Linked DNA regions of Mus musculus: regions 1 and 3 are each linked to region 2. Evidence: chromatin contacts called from public Hi-C and HiChIP or PLAC-seq data. All regions are on one chromosome and are shown on one strand. The core of a region is the stretch at or near the end of the contact, and the rest is flanking DNA. Distances in the headings are between cores, read along the strand shown. Region 1 holds the start of Pitx1 (paired-like homeodomain transcription factor 1). Region 2 holds the start of Slc25a48 (solute carrier family 25, member 48). Region 3 holds the start of Tmed9 (transmembrane p24 trafficking protein 9).

What was found. Hi-C and Micro-C count contacts between places; a contact is called where the count stands out from the background. HiChIP or PLAC-seq counts read pairs in DNA pulled down with a chosen protein or histone mark.
Region 1: a Hi-C map of embryonic stem cells shows a contact between it and region 2, with 4 times the contacts expected there. The contact joins the promoter of Pitx1 here to the promoter of Slc25a48 in region 2. A contact is called at or near these places in 2 of 39 promoter capture datasets (embryonic stem cells and hippocampal neurons), 13 of 484 Hi-C or Micro-C datasets (all in embryonic stem cells), 3 of 115 datasets of contacts at active chromatin or transcription factors (embryonic hindbrain, embryonic limb bud and embryonic stem cells) and 2 of 9 other capture datasets (embryonic stem cells and liver).
Region 3: a contact with region 2 is called in a FOXA1 HiChIP or PLAC-seq map of pancreatic cancer cells. The contact joins the promoter of Tmed9 here to the promoter of Slc25a48 in region 2.

Annotation. Positions count from the first base shown.
Region 1 is chr13:55,830,139-55,832,838 of GRCm38.p6, forward strand. It overlaps Pitx1 (paired-like homeodomain transcription factor 1), which reads right to left and starts at 1,287. Exons shown (of 3, transcript NM_011097.2): 1 at 634-1,287. The coding sequence starts at 802.
Region 2 is chr13:56,436,907-56,439,606 of GRCm38.p6, forward strand. It overlaps Slc25a48 (solute carrier family 25, member 48), which reads left to right and starts at 1,449. Exons shown (of 8, transcript NM_177809.4): 1 at 1,449-1,629. The coding sequence starts at 1,584.
Region 3 is chr13:55,591,692-55,594,575 of GRCm38.p6, forward strand. Tmed9 (transmembrane p24 trafficking protein 9) reads left to right here and starts at 1,444. Exons shown (of 5, transcript NM_026211.3): 1 at 1,444-1,666; 2 at 1,810-1,910. The coding sequence starts at 1,483.

The DNA.
Region 1 (2,700 bases), core at 37-2,536, 610 kb before region 2:
TTTAAAAGACAACTGGGGGATTTGTGGAGTCGAGAACCCACCCTGGCTGGACCCCTGGTGGCTCTGGGCTGAGGTGTCCACGTGGGCCAGGATCCCCGCTGCAGCAGGGTTCTGCCGGCTCTGCCGGGAGTCAGGCCGCGCCTCCTAGCTGGCTGGCTCTCGCTGTCCCCAGAGCTCGAGCTCGGCTTTACGGACCCCTCTCTTCTAGCCTGCTCTGTGACCCCACCTCTTCTTTTAGGATTCTTTCCTCCATCTGTCAAGGTGTCTCTTTGGGCACTTTGTCTGGCCACCCCTTCTACTCCCTGCACATCTGCTTCTCGCCCTGAGCCCCAGCGACTCCTCAGCAACCAGTTAGGGAAAACTCAACTTTTTTCTCCCGCGTGCTATCTGCTCCTGCTCCAGAGGGGCTGCCAGTCCCACTCAGGGCTTGGCGTGTGGGGGACTGTTTGGAAGTGACTTCGCGTGTGCGTGCGAACGCGCGTGTAAATTTCCGTGTTCATCGTCAGGTTAAGACCAGGGAGGAAAAAGAAAGCTCCTCGCTGCAGAGACGCAGAGGGGACCCGGCTGCGTGCCAAGCCGCCCGGTGTGCGCGGAGGCTGGATGCCCGCCGCGGGTTGGGGGAGCCGCGTTTACCTGGCAGATCAGCGTCGGACGATTCGCTGGCGGAGTTCTCCAGCGGCTCCCGGGGGTCGGCGGCGCGGGCCAGGTGGAAGCTGGGCCCCATGTCGTGCGGTGGTGGTGGCGGTGGCCGCAGCCCCTCCGGTAGCCTCTCCAGGCTCATGCCTCCCTTGAAGGCGTCCATGGAGGTGGGGACCGCAACGGGCGCTCCAGGGGCCGGGGCTGGGAGCTCCCGGCCGCCCAGGCTGCGACCTGTTGGGGACAAGAGAGTGGCGCCTAAGCGGCTGCCCCCCAGGGCTGCCCGCGCCCACAGCGACGCCGTTCGAGCTCCATCGACCTCTCCAGGCTGCGGGACCGGGTTCGGGGCTCGGGGCTCCGCCACGCGCTCCTGCTGCTCCGGCCTCAGCTGCCCGGCCGGCCCGGGCCCCAGTCCCGATTCGAGGCCGGTTTCTAAGGCTCGGGTCGGAGCCCGCAGAGTCTGTCTGAAAACGACAGTGCGCGCAGCCAGGTTCCAGCAGTCCCTGCGCCAGGGGTGGTGGGTGGGGTGGGCCTCGGTGGGAGGGGGCTGGGAGAGAAGGAGGGAGGGCGCGAGCGAGTGAGCAAGCGAGCGAGGGAGCGGGCGCGGGCGGAATCCAGCCTCGAGCCGCCCGCGCCGCGCCCTCCCCGCCGTCCTCCCTCCCTCCCTCTCTCCCTCCCTCCCTCCTGGCCTCGCCCGCGCCCTCCCCGTCGCAGCCACCTTCCCGCCGCCTCACCTCCCCCCCTCTCCCGCGGCCTCACCGCGCCTCTCCCTCCTTCCCCGGTGACACACGAATTTCTCCCTTGGCCGCACAAAAGAAACGCATCTGGCCAGCTAGCCCCGGGCGGCTGGTGCACACCTTGGGGGCCCCAAGTGACTTGTTTCGCTGAGAGTCAACTCCTGTCTGGGCCACCTCAAGTCCCCAGCCACGGGAGAGAACAACTTAGAATGAGTGAAGGTTCGCTGAGCAGGATCGCTCTGAGCCGGCGCCTCCGAGCCAGCGCCAGGGCAGTCAGTGGCAGAGCCGGGGGGCCGGTTCCCGGTTGCTGCAGCTCCCAGCGGTGGTGTCGTCCTCGAGGGGCAGACGGGCCCCTCCTACCTCAGTCGCTTCTCCCAGGAACTCGGGGCCGGCTGAGTGACAGCAGCCTGCGAGCTCTAATGGGCCCCGGATGCTGTCTTCTAATTAGTTTGGACCCTCTCCCCTAAGGCTGCTCTCATGGCCTTCCTCTCTGCACCGCAGTCAATTTTCCGGAATTGGGGTAGAGATGACGGCTTCTAATCAGACGAAACGTTTCTGTTGGCTCTAGGCCATGGCGAGTGGGACTGGAGACCCCAAGAGCCCCACCAGGCCCGTGGCCTTTCCACATCCCCCTTTGTTTTGCACCTACAATGATCAGGTCTTTGGCAGCCACCAGGTAGGCCTTGCCAGCCTCTGCCCTCCTTTAGGGTAACTTTGCTCCAGTGTGGGGCCTACTTTCTGAATTCTCAGGGCTTCAGCAGAGGCCTGGTAGGCCAGGTGACTGATGTCTCACAACCCTGGGCTGGGAGCTTAGGAAGCCTTTGGGTTTTCTCCCGATACACTGCTAGGAAACTGTAGCTCCAGAGCTCCCCCCTCCCCAAGCAAAGACTTTACCCTCTAGGCTCACAAGAGTGGTCCCCTCCTTAGCTCCTCACGCTCCAATGAAGTTTGTCCAAGGATTTTATCCAACAATTGTTAACTGGCCCAGGGACTTCAGCTTCTTGAGTAAACAGGTCACAACTGAGGTGGCCCTGACCTGCCTCTGTAGCCACGGAGGACCCCTAGGCTGTCTCTGGGCCTCACCTGCAGACCTCTCCCCTGAACCAGCCACTGATGGGGTAGACTAGGGCTTAGGAAAGAAGCACTTCTCTGTTCTCCAGTGTCCAGAGCCCAGGACATCATCTTCTCCTGTAGTCATTTCTTGGGTTGGCTCTACAGGTATGTTAGTGGTGGGGACTGCAAGGCTCTGCCTTTGGTCCTTCTCCTACCTTCTCTACCACCAGAGGGAAGTAGCTGGGCCCTGGATGGGTGCCTTGTGAGAATTGTG
Region 2 (2,700 bases), core at 199-2,698:
TGAAACCCCCAGCTATGCCTGAAAGAGACTTTGCACCACCAGGTTCTCTGAGCACAGGGCTCTGAGAGGGCGTGGCTAGAGGAAGGGCCACAGTTGACAGGAATTACCTTGCCAGGTCAGCACAGAGCGACACTAACCCCCACCAAGTGTCATCTCAGGAGGGGGATGGAGCAGCAGTGGCTCAATGTGTGTATGTGCATGCATGTGTATGTATGTGTGCTGTGAATGTGTATGTGTGCTTATGTATATGTATGTACATGTATGCATGCACACATGTGTATGTATGTGCATGTATGTGTTTGCATGCATATATATGTGTGTGCACACATGTATGTGCTTGTGTGTATATATTTATATGTGTGCATGCACACCTGTGTGAGTTGTGTACAGGTATATCTATGTATGTGTGTGCATGTGAGTGTATATGTGTGTGCACGCATGTATGTGCATATGAGAGAGACAGTGTGTGTGTGTGTGTGTGTATGTGTGGAGAACCTTAAGTCTCCTATGCTGTTTCCCACTAAGCTGTCAAGTGCTCCTCCTGTCTATGAGGACCCCCCCCCCCCCACTCAACTCTGAAGTTCCAGGCACCCAACCATGTCAGGCATTTGTATGGGCTCTGGGACCCCAAACTCAGGTCCTCATGCGTGCACAGCAGGTGAACTTTCCACTAACCCATCTCCCCAAACTGTTGTGGATAGCCCTGGGGATAATTATATTTGATATTAATTCTGGTCTCCTGTGAGTGGATGGGAACAAGGAATGAGTCAGCCAGCACTCAGGTGGTTTCCTGTAAACCTGCTTCCCACCTTAATTTGTAAAATAAAGGCGAGCTGCTGATTGGGCAGATAAAAGGGAAGGTGGAGTGGAAGATGAGGAGAGAGAAGGAGGAGAAAATGGAAGGTGAAGAGCAGAAGCACATGGCCTGGAGAAACCTCAAGTTCTAAGGGGTCTCATAAACTGTGGAAGATGGTAGTGGAGTGGTAGATCTGCCCAATCTAGGCGCACAGCATGTATTCATATTAACTGAGTCATGTTTTCATTGCCCGGGCATATTTGGGAGGAGATTTACTGCAACACCAAACCTTCCGTTAGTAAGTGCAGGACTGTTTGCTTTAACACAGGTGAGTCTTCCAGGTGAGTTCTATTGCAGGCAACATTTGGTGGTTGTAAAGCGTCCGTCCCTCTTTCCGTCTTTTGATGAACTTTGCAAACTGTTAAACAGGGACCGGTTCCTCTGGCTGGCGCTTCCACCTGAAGACTCAGAAGCTGTACTGTTGGGGAGAGAGTAGTGTCAAGAAGAACCAAAGGAATTCCCCTAAGAGACTGGGGCCCCGCCTCCTGGATCACACCTTGTCGAAGTGCTGTGCCTTTAAGGTCTTTTGGGGGCGGGTTGTCAGCCACCCGCCCTCATTCGCTGACAGCCCGAGCGCGGGTGGCTGGAACTCGGAGTTTAGAGAAGAACTTGCAGGGTGACGGAGTCGCGCCTCTGCTGTGTTCCTGATCCGGTGGGGCCATGCCCGACACACACTGAGCGCGTGTAGCGCCGGCTGCGGGAGGGCGAGGCGCACGCCGTGTCGGTCATGGGCAGCTTCCAGCTGGAAGACTTTGTGGCAGGCTGGATCGGAGGTGAGTTTGCTTGCGAAAGACCACCCCCACCCCCGCACCACAGGGCAAACTGCCCGGCGGCGCCAAGCCAGCTGTTCGCACCCAGTGTGCTCAGTGCTTTGCATTGCCCATCCAGGAGTGAGCTACGCCTGTAGCACCGGGTGTCCCTAGCCCAGTCCGCTTGGCTGGTCCTGAGTTCCCTCCTAATTTGTGAAGCCAAGCTCTTTAAGAGTCACATCGATTTTCTCGAGCTTCTGATTTGCCTCAACTTAGGCTCCAACGTAACTCGGGTCCCATAATGATTAAACCGCTGGTCAGGGCAGACAACCAATGGAGTCACCCAAATATGCGCACACCCTTCAGTGACCGGGGGCATACCTGAGTTGGTGACATCTCCAAGTTACTAGCGCTTGGGTTAGCGCTTGGTTTGGCAGCTGAAATCCGGGTCTCAGGGCGGCCAAGAACTTGGACTTCAAGATCAGGTTGTCTTAAGGGCATTGATCCTGAAGGGAGCGGAGCCCGCAGGGTAGGAAGTCGAGCGCTGTGGTGTAGTGGCTCGCGACACTACAGCTGAGAGGAATCCCTCTGGTTTGGCCGCCTTCAGCACCCCCATCTTTAGCTCTTCTGAACTTTTTGGTACCCCACCCCAACCCCTCAGCTGTTGCTAGGTTCACCACCAAGCCGGAGTAGTTAACAAAAGTAAAGTTTCTGAATAAAGTCCAGCTGGAGCTTGCTGTGTCCTGAGGTCTCTCTCTGTCAAGTCAGAGGCTGAGAGCCTGAGTCTCTGCCTCAGGCTCCCTGCAAAGCCGGTCTCATAGCCAGTCACCTGCAACCCATGGACAGGATGCTTAGCAGGTTCCAGGTAGGCTGAAGTACCTGTGCTGTGTCTTCCAAGGTTTGTATTCTCCATTAAAAAATGCCTCCAGCTCAAGTGTATGATTTGATGATTTTTAGTAACTCCATCAAGAGGTAAAACACCCCTCTAAGCTGCAGAGTATTTTTATGCCTCATCTTCCCCGTGAGTCACAGTTGTGCCCCTGCCTCTCAGAACAGCCACTGTCCTCTACATTTGCTTTTCTTGGCTATTGTGTA
Region 3 (2,884 bases), core at 194-2,693, 850 kb before region 2:
TCTCTGCACTATGAGCCTGTTCAGTAAAAGTTCCATGCATTCTTGTCTCAGCTACAATGTGGGACTCCCTCTTCTTGCCTGTGTGGGCTTTCCTTATCTCTATCAATCCAAAGCCTAGAGAGGAATGTGTATCCTTTATCAACCCTACAAGCATGAAGAGATTAATTTAATCCCAGCACTAGGGAGGCAGAGGTAGACAGAGCTCTATAAGATCAAGAAGGACAGCCTGGTCTGTTGTGATCATAAAAAGAGAGCGAGCTATAAGAATATGTTCTGGCGGGGTGTGGGGGAAGAGGTTGCCTTAGTGGGCCCATGCCAAGGCATCCCTTCCCCCTGAGGGACCAGACCACACTGGTATAGTATAGAATAGTTTATTTAGGGCATGGGGAAGGCAGTTAAGAGAGTAGCAGAGGCAGAGAGAAGGAGAGAGTAAAGAAGTAGGGGCTGGCCATGGCGACGTGAAGAGAGAGGGGAAGGGAATAAAGAGCAAAGGGAAAGAGGCAAGAGAGTAAGAGAGTAAGAGAGAGAGGAGGGGCCAAGCAGCCCCTTTTATAGAGCCAGGACTACCTGACTGTTGCCAGGTAACTGTGGGGCGGAGCATACTTGGCTTCTGCCAGGAACTGTGGGGGTGGAGTTTAGAGAGATACCAACATGGTCTACCTATCAAGGTCAGAGCCAGGCAGGGCTACATAGTTAGACTGTCTCAAGAAAAAAAAAAAAAAAGATGCCACAATGTATCTACTTAGTACAGACAAAGGTATTGGTGAACAACAAACACAAGACATACATAAACAACACAATGATAGTTATAAATCTTATTAATGATTAAATTAAATGTAAGTGGCATAAACCCTACAATTAAAAGGTAGAACTTGGCAAGATGGCGTTCAAAAGGCATGATCTAATTGCATGTTGCCCCTAAGAGGTTCATTTTGGAATATAAAGTAATGATATGAGTGGGAAAGAATAGACAGTGCAAATAGTAACCGAGAGTAGGATGGCTGAACATAGTGTTGTGTGCACCTTATATCCCAACCTTAAGAGTCAGAAAGATCCCTACAAATTTCAGGCCGGGGGGAGTTTGCATTGTAAATTCCAGTGAGGCAAAGCAACATAGCAAGACCCTGTGTCAAATCAAATAAAAGTAAAGAGGGATGGGGAGAGGATGGGCAAGAGGGAGAGTTGTATTACTATTGGGTGAAACAGGTTCGAACCTTGCCTCCGCTTATATGTTGCGCAGGCTGACAACTATTATCAGTCATCTCGCTATTTGGCTAAACCGAAGAAAATCCTTCCATTTTGGAGACCCCAGTCCTCAGCTTGCAGAAACCAGCCCCAATCAGGTACTGCCGCGCGGAGGCGTGGTGTATCTAGGGACTTGTAGTCCATGCGGCGGAACTCGCAGTCCCGGCAGGCACTGCGGTGGCCTCCGCTGGGCTACGTGGCTCGGCAGTCTGCGCCTGCGCAGGCAGGTGGGGCAAGATGGCTGCGGTGCGAGGCGTGCGGGTTGTCGGAAGCTCACCGGGTCTCTTGCTGGGGAGAGGGATGCGGGCCTTCCTGCTACTGCTGTGGCTTGCAGCCCGCGGAAGCGCGCTGTATTTCCACATCGGAGAAACAGAAAAGAAGTGCTTCATTGAGGAGATTCCGGACGAGACCATGGTCATCGGTGCGGGGGCGCAGGGAAGCGTTTGGGACAAGTCAGTGGTCCTGGGGCGGAGGGGGATGCGACCTGTTCCGGGTAGCTAGCCTGGCCGCGAACCCCGCACCTCTTCGAGCTTATTTCATCTTCCTTTTTCCGCCTGTCTCCAGGAAATTACCGGACGCAGCTGTATGACAAACAGCGGGAGGAGTACCAGCCAGCCACCCCTGGGCTTGGCATGTTCGTAGAGGTAAAAGACCCCGAGGACAAGGTAAGCTGGCCCTTACCCGCTCCGGTACTTCTTTGTTAGTTTCCTTATCTGTTCGATCGAGAATTTTAGTTGGTGTTGTGGGAAGATACCGGATCTTCTCTAGGAACTTGGGCCGCGGTTTCTGGACAGGTTCAGTTCACAACTTCTCAGTGACCTCTGAGTGACTCCCCCAATTCGGCTGCTTTCCCTAGCCTGTGAAATGGAAGCTCACTTACTCTAGCGATAAGTGTATTAATTGCAGTCAGTGATGGATACCAAAAAGTTGCTAATGCTAAAGTTGTTGTTTAGGCCTTAATTTCACAAAACAGAACACCTTTCAGTTTTGACAAATAATGTTTTAAAGACAAAAGGCAAAATAGTTTTGTTGTCACTAACCATCAGAATAGTTGTGGAAGTTATTTTTGACATCACCATTCATCCAAGCGCCTGGAGAGATGGCTGAGCATCAAGGAAGAGCATTTGCAGCCAGGCAAATGCTCTTAAAGCTGGCCCATGCCTTTAATCCCAGCACTTGGAGGGCAGAGACAGTTGGATCTCTCTGAGTTCCAGGCCAGCCTGGTCAACAGAGTGAGTTTCAGGACACCCAATGCTAACATTCACACAAATAAAGAAAAAAAAATACTTAAAAAAATTAACAGGCATAAAAACAAACAAACAGCCGGGCGGTGGTGGCCTTTAATCCCAGCACTTGGGAGGCAGAGACAGGTGGATTTCTGAGTTCGAGGCCAGCCTGGTCTACAAAGTGAGTTCCAGGACAGCCAGGACTACACAGAGAAACCCTGTCTCGAAAAACCAAAAAAAAACCCCAAAAACTAAAAACAAAACAAAACAGCAACATGGTGGTCATGCTGCCCCTGGAAGGTAGAGGCAGGCCAGCTCCGCCTGGGGAGCAGTTACTCGCCAGCCTGATGTCAGACCCTTCAACCCTGCCCCAGATTGTTGCGATCATTTTATGCCTGTGGCTGAGTACCCTT